2 separate regions of the Zea mays genome follow, and region 2 is linked to region 1. A link is a contact called in public Hi-C data. All regions are on one chromosome and are shown on one strand. Each heading gives the region's core, a stretch centred on a gene start, on an enhancer-like site or on the middle of the called end of the contact. The rest is flanking DNA. Distances are from core to core; before and after follow the strand shown. Region 1 holds the start of LOC100284627 (PP2A regulatory subunit TAP46). Region 2 holds the start of LOC103647117 (cytochrome c-type biogenesis ccda-like chloroplastic protein 2).

Region 1 (3,311 bases), core at 324-2,823:
CCCGAGTCTGAGCCCTGGGGTCGGGCGAAGCGGAGTTCGTCGTCTTCCGGGGCTGAGCCCGAGTCCGAGCCCTGGGGTCGGGCGAAGCGGAGTTTCCTATGGCGCCTGAGGGCGGACTTGGCTGGTGTCAGCCTCACTCTGTCGAGTGGCACAACAGTCAGAGCAGCGCAGGCGGCGCTGTCCTCTTGTCAGGCCGGTCAGTGGAGCGGCGAAGTGACTACGGTCACTTCGGCTCTGTCAACTGGAGGGCGCGCGTCAGGATAAAGGTGTCAGGCCACCTTTGCATTAAATGCCCCTGCGATTTGGTCGGTTGGCGTGGCGACTTGGCCAAGGTTGCTTCTTGGTGAAGACTGGGCCTCGGGCGAGCCGAAGGTGTGTCCGTTGCTGGAGGGGGTCCTCGGGCGAGACGTAGATCCTCCGGGGTCGGCTGCCCTTGCCCAAGGCTGGGCTCGGGCGAGGCGTGATCGCGTCCCTCGAATGGACCGATCCCTGACTTAGTCGCACCCATCAGGCCTTTGCAGCTTTGTGCTGATGGGGTTACCAGCTGAGATTTAGGAGTCTTGAGGGTACCCCTAATTATGGTCCCCGACACACGGCTTGTGGGTAAAGTTGTACCACCTCTGCAGAGTGTAAACCGATATATCAGCCGTGCTCACGGTTATGAGCAGCCTCGACTCCTCACATGATAATTGAACTTGAAGATGGAAATAAATCGAGATCCGATGACCTGCCAATGGTTTTGCTTAAGTGGTTTCACTTAAGTGTTTTTTATATACTCTTATACCTTTGTTTAATGGGAATTCTTGGGATTCACACTTATTAGTAAGACATGTGTTATTAATAAAATGTTGACCAACTAAAATGCTTACTGCTCAACCTTAGCCTCATCTTGTTACCTTGCATTAGTTTTTCCCCCACTTGCTGAGCCCCGACCATAAGTGAGCTCACCCTTGCTTAATTTTGATCAGAAGTTTGCAGATGAAGTTATGATGCTAAGCTCCATGGATGCTAGTCTAGTGATACCCCCGGTCATCTTCCTGTGGATGGATGTCCATGTTTCGCTGTACTTTGATGAATAAAGGTTAAGACATTATGTCTGTTCGAAGTGTAATATGTTAATATAATCTTTATTTACGCTTTTATGCATTGTTCTTTTGATATATTACACTTGTGACGTCAACATATGTGCGGAAATAGATCCTGGCACACATATAGTATGCACCCGGCTCTGCCCCTTTGGAAACGGGTGTGACACATGTTCATCAATTATTCTATAAATGATATGCATATAGTTTCGTTTTGCTAGAATATGGTAGCTCGTTTAGCTCGCGAGCTGGCTCGTTAACGAACCGAGCTGGCTCGTTAACGATCCGAGCTAGAATGTCAGGTCAGCTCGTGAAAAAATTCAAACGAGCCGATCCAAGCCGAGCTAACCATGAACCGAGCAAGCTAGCGAGCCACGAGTATTTCATCGAGACCTAGCCTAAACTAGCCTCATATATGTAGCAATGCGAGTACGTTGCAATTCGTGCGTTCCAGAGTGTTCTCTACATTTTTTAAAGGAACAGTACCCGCAGTGTAACAACTAACAAAGCTTCATTAATTTTTTTAATAAATCTTCCGAGGCGTCCAGCGTCCTCCCGGCGACGACGCTTCCCGAGCTCTCTCCTTCCCGCGACCCTCTCCTCTGCCCCGCTCCACTAGGGTTTTGCCGCAGACCTCTCGCTCGCTTCCGGTTCCGCGAGGCAACCGTCCGACCGGTCGGAATGGTGGATGTGGAGGAGACCGGGAACAAGTTGCAATCGCAGATGCGCCTCCACGCGGAGCCGGAGGACGACGCCGCCGACCTCCCCCTCCCGGCCCTCTTCGATAGGGCGTCGCGGCTCCACGCCCTGGCCTCCAGCTCCGCTCTCGACCAGGTGCCTCCCTCCTCTCTCTTCTGGGAACTGGGGTCGTCTCGCCCTTCTTCCGCTCACCCAGAGATTGAGATCGGGTGAGCGGTGCTTACGCGCTTGGTTTTTTTTTCCGCCGCGCAGGATGGGATCCGCACGGGGGTTGACCTGCTGCGGCGCTGCGACGACATGGTCAGCAAGCTCGGCCTCTTCTCCCCCAACGAGACCAAGGAGGACGTCTCCACAGCAAACCTCAAGTACCTACTGGTATGTCCGTCCCCCTCCCCCTTCAATCTGCTCTGCTCTCCGTACTAGTCCGTGAAACAGGTCGTGATGGTACTAGACGCCTGGTCAGTTTTATTCAGTTGTCAGGACAATTGGAAATCACGCCTGGTCACTTTTATTCAGTTGCGAGTACAATTGCAAATCACAACAGTGCTAGAAAACTTAAGACTTGTTCCAGTGGTTCACATGTTTGATTTTCTTCTGTACACCTCTGATATTTGTTTGCATTTGTAGGTCCCATATTACCTTGCAGAAATGACCGAAAAGATAGCACAGGAGGATCGGATCCCGGTTCTTAAGACGTCACAGGACCATCTGAAGGTTATCAATTTGCCCTGTCACATTGTTTCACTAGGTGTAGCTTTTTAATTCGTTCATAACGAGGGGTCTCTAGCATGGTACTCTGTCATCACGTTACCTCCTTTTTCACCCCACAGGAGTTCATTGCTCTATGTGAAGTACTAGAGCTTATCCCAGAGGATGAGCTAGAATTGTCTAGGCAGAAGCAGCCAGATACTATGACAAACAGAAGAGCGCAGAAGGTGAGACTGAATTACTTCCCATTTAATCTCTCAAGGTATTAATCAGTCAGTCAGTTTCTACTCTGTAATTGGAACACAGTAATATGGGACATGGTTCTCTTGTTGTGCTGAATCTATGACGCACAAGCTGATTTTACTTGTAAGATGTTTAAGGTGGGTCGGTTTTCTGTAGTTCACTATTTATTGTTTATTTTTCAAGGTTGCCCGGTTCAAACGTCAAAAGGCTGCAGAAACGAAGCTCCAAGAGATCAGAGAGAGAAAAGAAAGGCGTGGACGCTCATTGAGAGCAGCTGCTTTGTCTGCCCCAATTGAAGCTGGAGAGGAAGATGACCTGGAGAATGATGGGGAGGAAGAAAGAGAGGTTAGCATCCCGAATCTGGAAGCTGTTTTCATGATATGTTAGATTTTTAAATTTCAGCATATTCCAAATTAGATTATTAGAATGATCCATATACGCATACCATAAGTATGCCCTTTCTTTTCTCGAAGGGAGGGATTTTTTTCCAAATTAAAATGAGCTTGTGATATTCTAGAAGATAGAGCTTTTCCATTTTCTGTTGGTATTTTAATTTATTTAGTCTATGCTTGTAGG
Region 2 (3,311 bases), core at 230-2,729, 230 kb before region 1:
AGAAACTAAGAGCAGACAACTGATCTTGGACAGCCTCATTAGCCTGCTGCCCAGCTGAAAACAGCAAACCCCCAAACCAATCTCCAATACCAAGGTCAGCCAAGACGAGTCCTGATGATCCGTGCTGATAAGAAACGAGCCGTTTGAAGGAATTAACGAGAAATCAATTAATAATTGTAGCAACGGTCTAAGATATTCTTACATTATTCATATTTCTGCAAATAGAAGCAAGAAAGAAACAAGAAGTACGAGTTGGCTGCATTACATGTGTACGTGTTTGCTCGTTACTATAATTGGCAGAATATGGATAGCTCTAATTGGCAGAATTACCCACGCTGTAAACACAACCTGACACATCAACTAGGCATGGTCTTTATAAAAAAACATGGGTAACGCCGCTCCATAAGGCATGCTGAAAAGCGAAAGGGGACTAATTTTGAAAGCAAGCACATTTTTTTGTTTGTGTGAGGAAAGCACATGATATTTTCCTCACCAGGGCCAAGGGGTCCCATAGCTCGGCAGCATTTGCGGCGCCAGTGGCAACCAGACTCCACACTGCAATCCACCGGACAGCACACTCATGTCAGTCACAGCTCACAGGCATTCCGTCGAACAGACAACACGCGCCAGCAAACATTTCAAGAACACGGGAGAAGATCGGAGCTACCGGCCACGGAAGCCAGAGGGATGGGGCGCGAGCGCCTCGCCGGCGTCGCAGCTGCCTCCGGTTTGGCAACTCCGCGAACAGCTACCACTACATGGTAAAACAGAAACATGAAAAATCAGCAAGCAGGGGCAGGTGGAATCAGTTAAACTGCGAGGCGGGCGGACGAGCGCGACAGATGCGCGCGTACCAGGGGAGGAAGACGGATCCGAACTAGTCACAGCATAATACGCGTGATGTTTGAATTGCATTACCATGACTGCTAGTATGATACTGACCCTGCAGCGCTTCCTCCAACATGCCTGCGTTGCGGGTGTCGACCTGGACGAACTCAGGCTGGCCCCCAAGCTTGGCTGCAATGGACTCGCCTTTCTCCCTGTCAAAGCAAAATCGGCCAGCGCCTGTCAGTAAGTAGCATCGGTTCAGCCTGAAGAAAAAAGGCTACTCTCCTGCCGGTCCTACCGGTTCCTGCCACCGACGAGGATGCCGAGCTTGGGGCAGAGTTTGGAGAGTGCGGTGGCCGTGGATCCTCCGACACGGCCAGTGCCGCCGAGCACGCGCACACGGCCGGTCCTCGAGGGCTTGCTCCTCCGCTGGGCCTGACCGGCGTCCCTGGAGCCGGAGGGTGCCGGCGCGGCCGCGGCGGCGGGAGCGGGAGGCGCGCATGCTCTGACGACGATGCCCATGGCGCCCATCCCGGTATGGTGCCGCGGCGCGCGCGCGGTGGGCGGGGCTTATCGGCTAGCGCCTAGGCCACTCTGACTCTGACCGCAGAACGAGTGCCGCGCCACTACCGCGAGGACGTGTCCGATGTGTCGCCGTTGGCAACCGTTGGCCAGCCTGGCGTTAGTTAAAAAAAAAGTTAGATTATAACGCTGTTTGGAACCACTAGAGTTAATCGTTAACTAGAAAAGATCAACTTCAAAAGTTTAGTTAAAAATTGTTCCTCAAAGAGCCAAAATATCTTATTAGGGCTGTTAGAAAAAAAATCCCCAAAAACTGTAACCCACACCAGAACGCTAAAACTTGTCCATAATAATTATTAAAACTGAAACCATGTGCTATACACGCTAGATGGCCGTGCTCTTGTGGCCCTCGTTCTTTTGAAAATGACACAATTGTTGTTAGTTATCTCTCATTGATCTTTACCATTGCCTCCCGCGCCCCTCCCACTTTGCAGCTTAAACAGGAAACAATTGAAGCAGGAAACAAACTGAAGGACGACACTAAATTGAATAGTTGTTGTACATTAACTCGAACTAAAACTAACTGAAAACCAAAGTTAAGGGCTAGTTTGAAAACTTCATTTTTTTGAAGAATTTCTATTTTCTAAGGAAAAATAAACTAATTTTCCTTTGAAAAATAAAAATCCCTTGAAAAAAATAAAATTCTCTAACTGATCCTAACTGAAACATCACCTTTACCAAGACCATCAGTGATATACCATGATATAGCTGAAAACCAGCCACAACAAAAGACCTTGAGTGACACACTGAACCTACAGTCACACAACACAAGACCTTGAGTGATGTAGTTGTTGGGCGCCATATTAGTCGGACGGACGGTCCGCACTGGTGGTCCGGACGGTCCGCGCGCGCGGAGCCAATTAGGGTTCCGAGTTTCTTGCTATGATTGTTGGCTAGATTCGCGGAATTAACTCATGAGATTTGTTTGTAACGGGTCCAGCCCCCCTCCTTTATAAATACAGAGGAATACAACCGATTAAAGATCAACAATTGAACCTGTTGGGGCCCTTCGTCTTCCGAATGTCCTCAAAAACACGACTAACATATTTTCCAAGTATAATACATTCACAGGGACCTTCGGCCTTGGGATGAAGTTGTATATGATATGAAAAGCGTGGTCCGAAAGAAGGATGAACCAGTTCCGAAGCTATGCGTGGAGAAGCTTCGACTTAACTTTGGAAAATGAAACCGACTTAAAGAGGAAAATGCCATCTAGTCCTCGATAGATTGTCCTTAAGTCAATAGTAAATATCAAGGGCATGGATGTAATTTTACACAGACTGCGTCATGTGCCTATAAATAGATGAACAGTAACACTGTACTGTTCGCGCTGTCTTGTATTCGTTCGCACGTCACTCTTGAGCTCGTACCATTTGTCAAGCCGAAGGTACAAATGTAATTTATTGTTATTAATGTTTGTCCATGATGAGATAATGAGAATGTGAATAATTTACCGATTCAATATGATTGTTCATGTCATTTTCCATGTTTCATATGCTTCTACTTTCATATGCTTCTACTTTCATTATTACATACTGAGATGATGAAGGTATGTCCTTCATAACCTTCGTTTGAAGATCATTATATCCTAAGGGAGATAATGCTTCGAAGGATGAAGGTCTTTAACTATTAATATTTTGTGTTGCCTTGTTCTTAACTCATAGCATTTGAGAACAAGTCCCCAACATTGGTGCCCACCTCCGGTGAACTCATTCGACCACCTTCGGCAAGCTGTGACCTTCATCATGCCACCGAAGAAAGCTTCAGCGCTGGGGGCTGCATTGCAGCCACTGGACGTCAACCACGAAACACTGCGTGAAGCTAGAAGCCAAAAAAGGAAGGCTACAAGTCGAACGCCTCAAGAGGAGGAGCTGGACCAAGAAATAAGGGACCTCGAAGCC

What was found. A called contact is a pair of places that touch in the nucleus more often than the background predicts.
Region 2: a contact with region 1 is called in a Hi-C map of ear, with 1.9 times the contacts expected there. The contact joins the promoter of LOC103647117 here to the promoter of LOC100284627 in region 1. A contact is called at or near these places in 4 of 25 Hi-C or Micro-C datasets (ear, endosperm, leaf and 1 more).

Annotation. Positions count from the first base shown.
Region 1 is chr2:151,395,170-151,398,480 of Zm-B73-REFERENCE-NAM-5.0, reverse strand. LOC100284627 (PP2A regulatory subunit TAP46) reads left to right here and starts at 1,573. Exons shown (of 9, transcript NM_001157522.3): 1 at 1,573-1,919; 2 at 2,037-2,159; 3 at 2,412-2,498; 4 at 2,615-2,719; 5 at 2,919-3,080. The coding sequence starts at 1,767.
Region 2 is chr2:151,624,088-151,627,398 of Zm-B73-REFERENCE-NAM-5.0, reverse strand. It overlaps LOC103647117 (cytochrome c-type biogenesis ccda-like chloroplastic protein 2), which reads right to left and starts at 1,479. Exons shown (of 13, transcript XM_035965363.1): 1 at 1,127-1,479; 2 at 943-1,040; 3 at 668-754; 4 at 494-555; 5 at 1-124. The coding sequence starts at 1,359.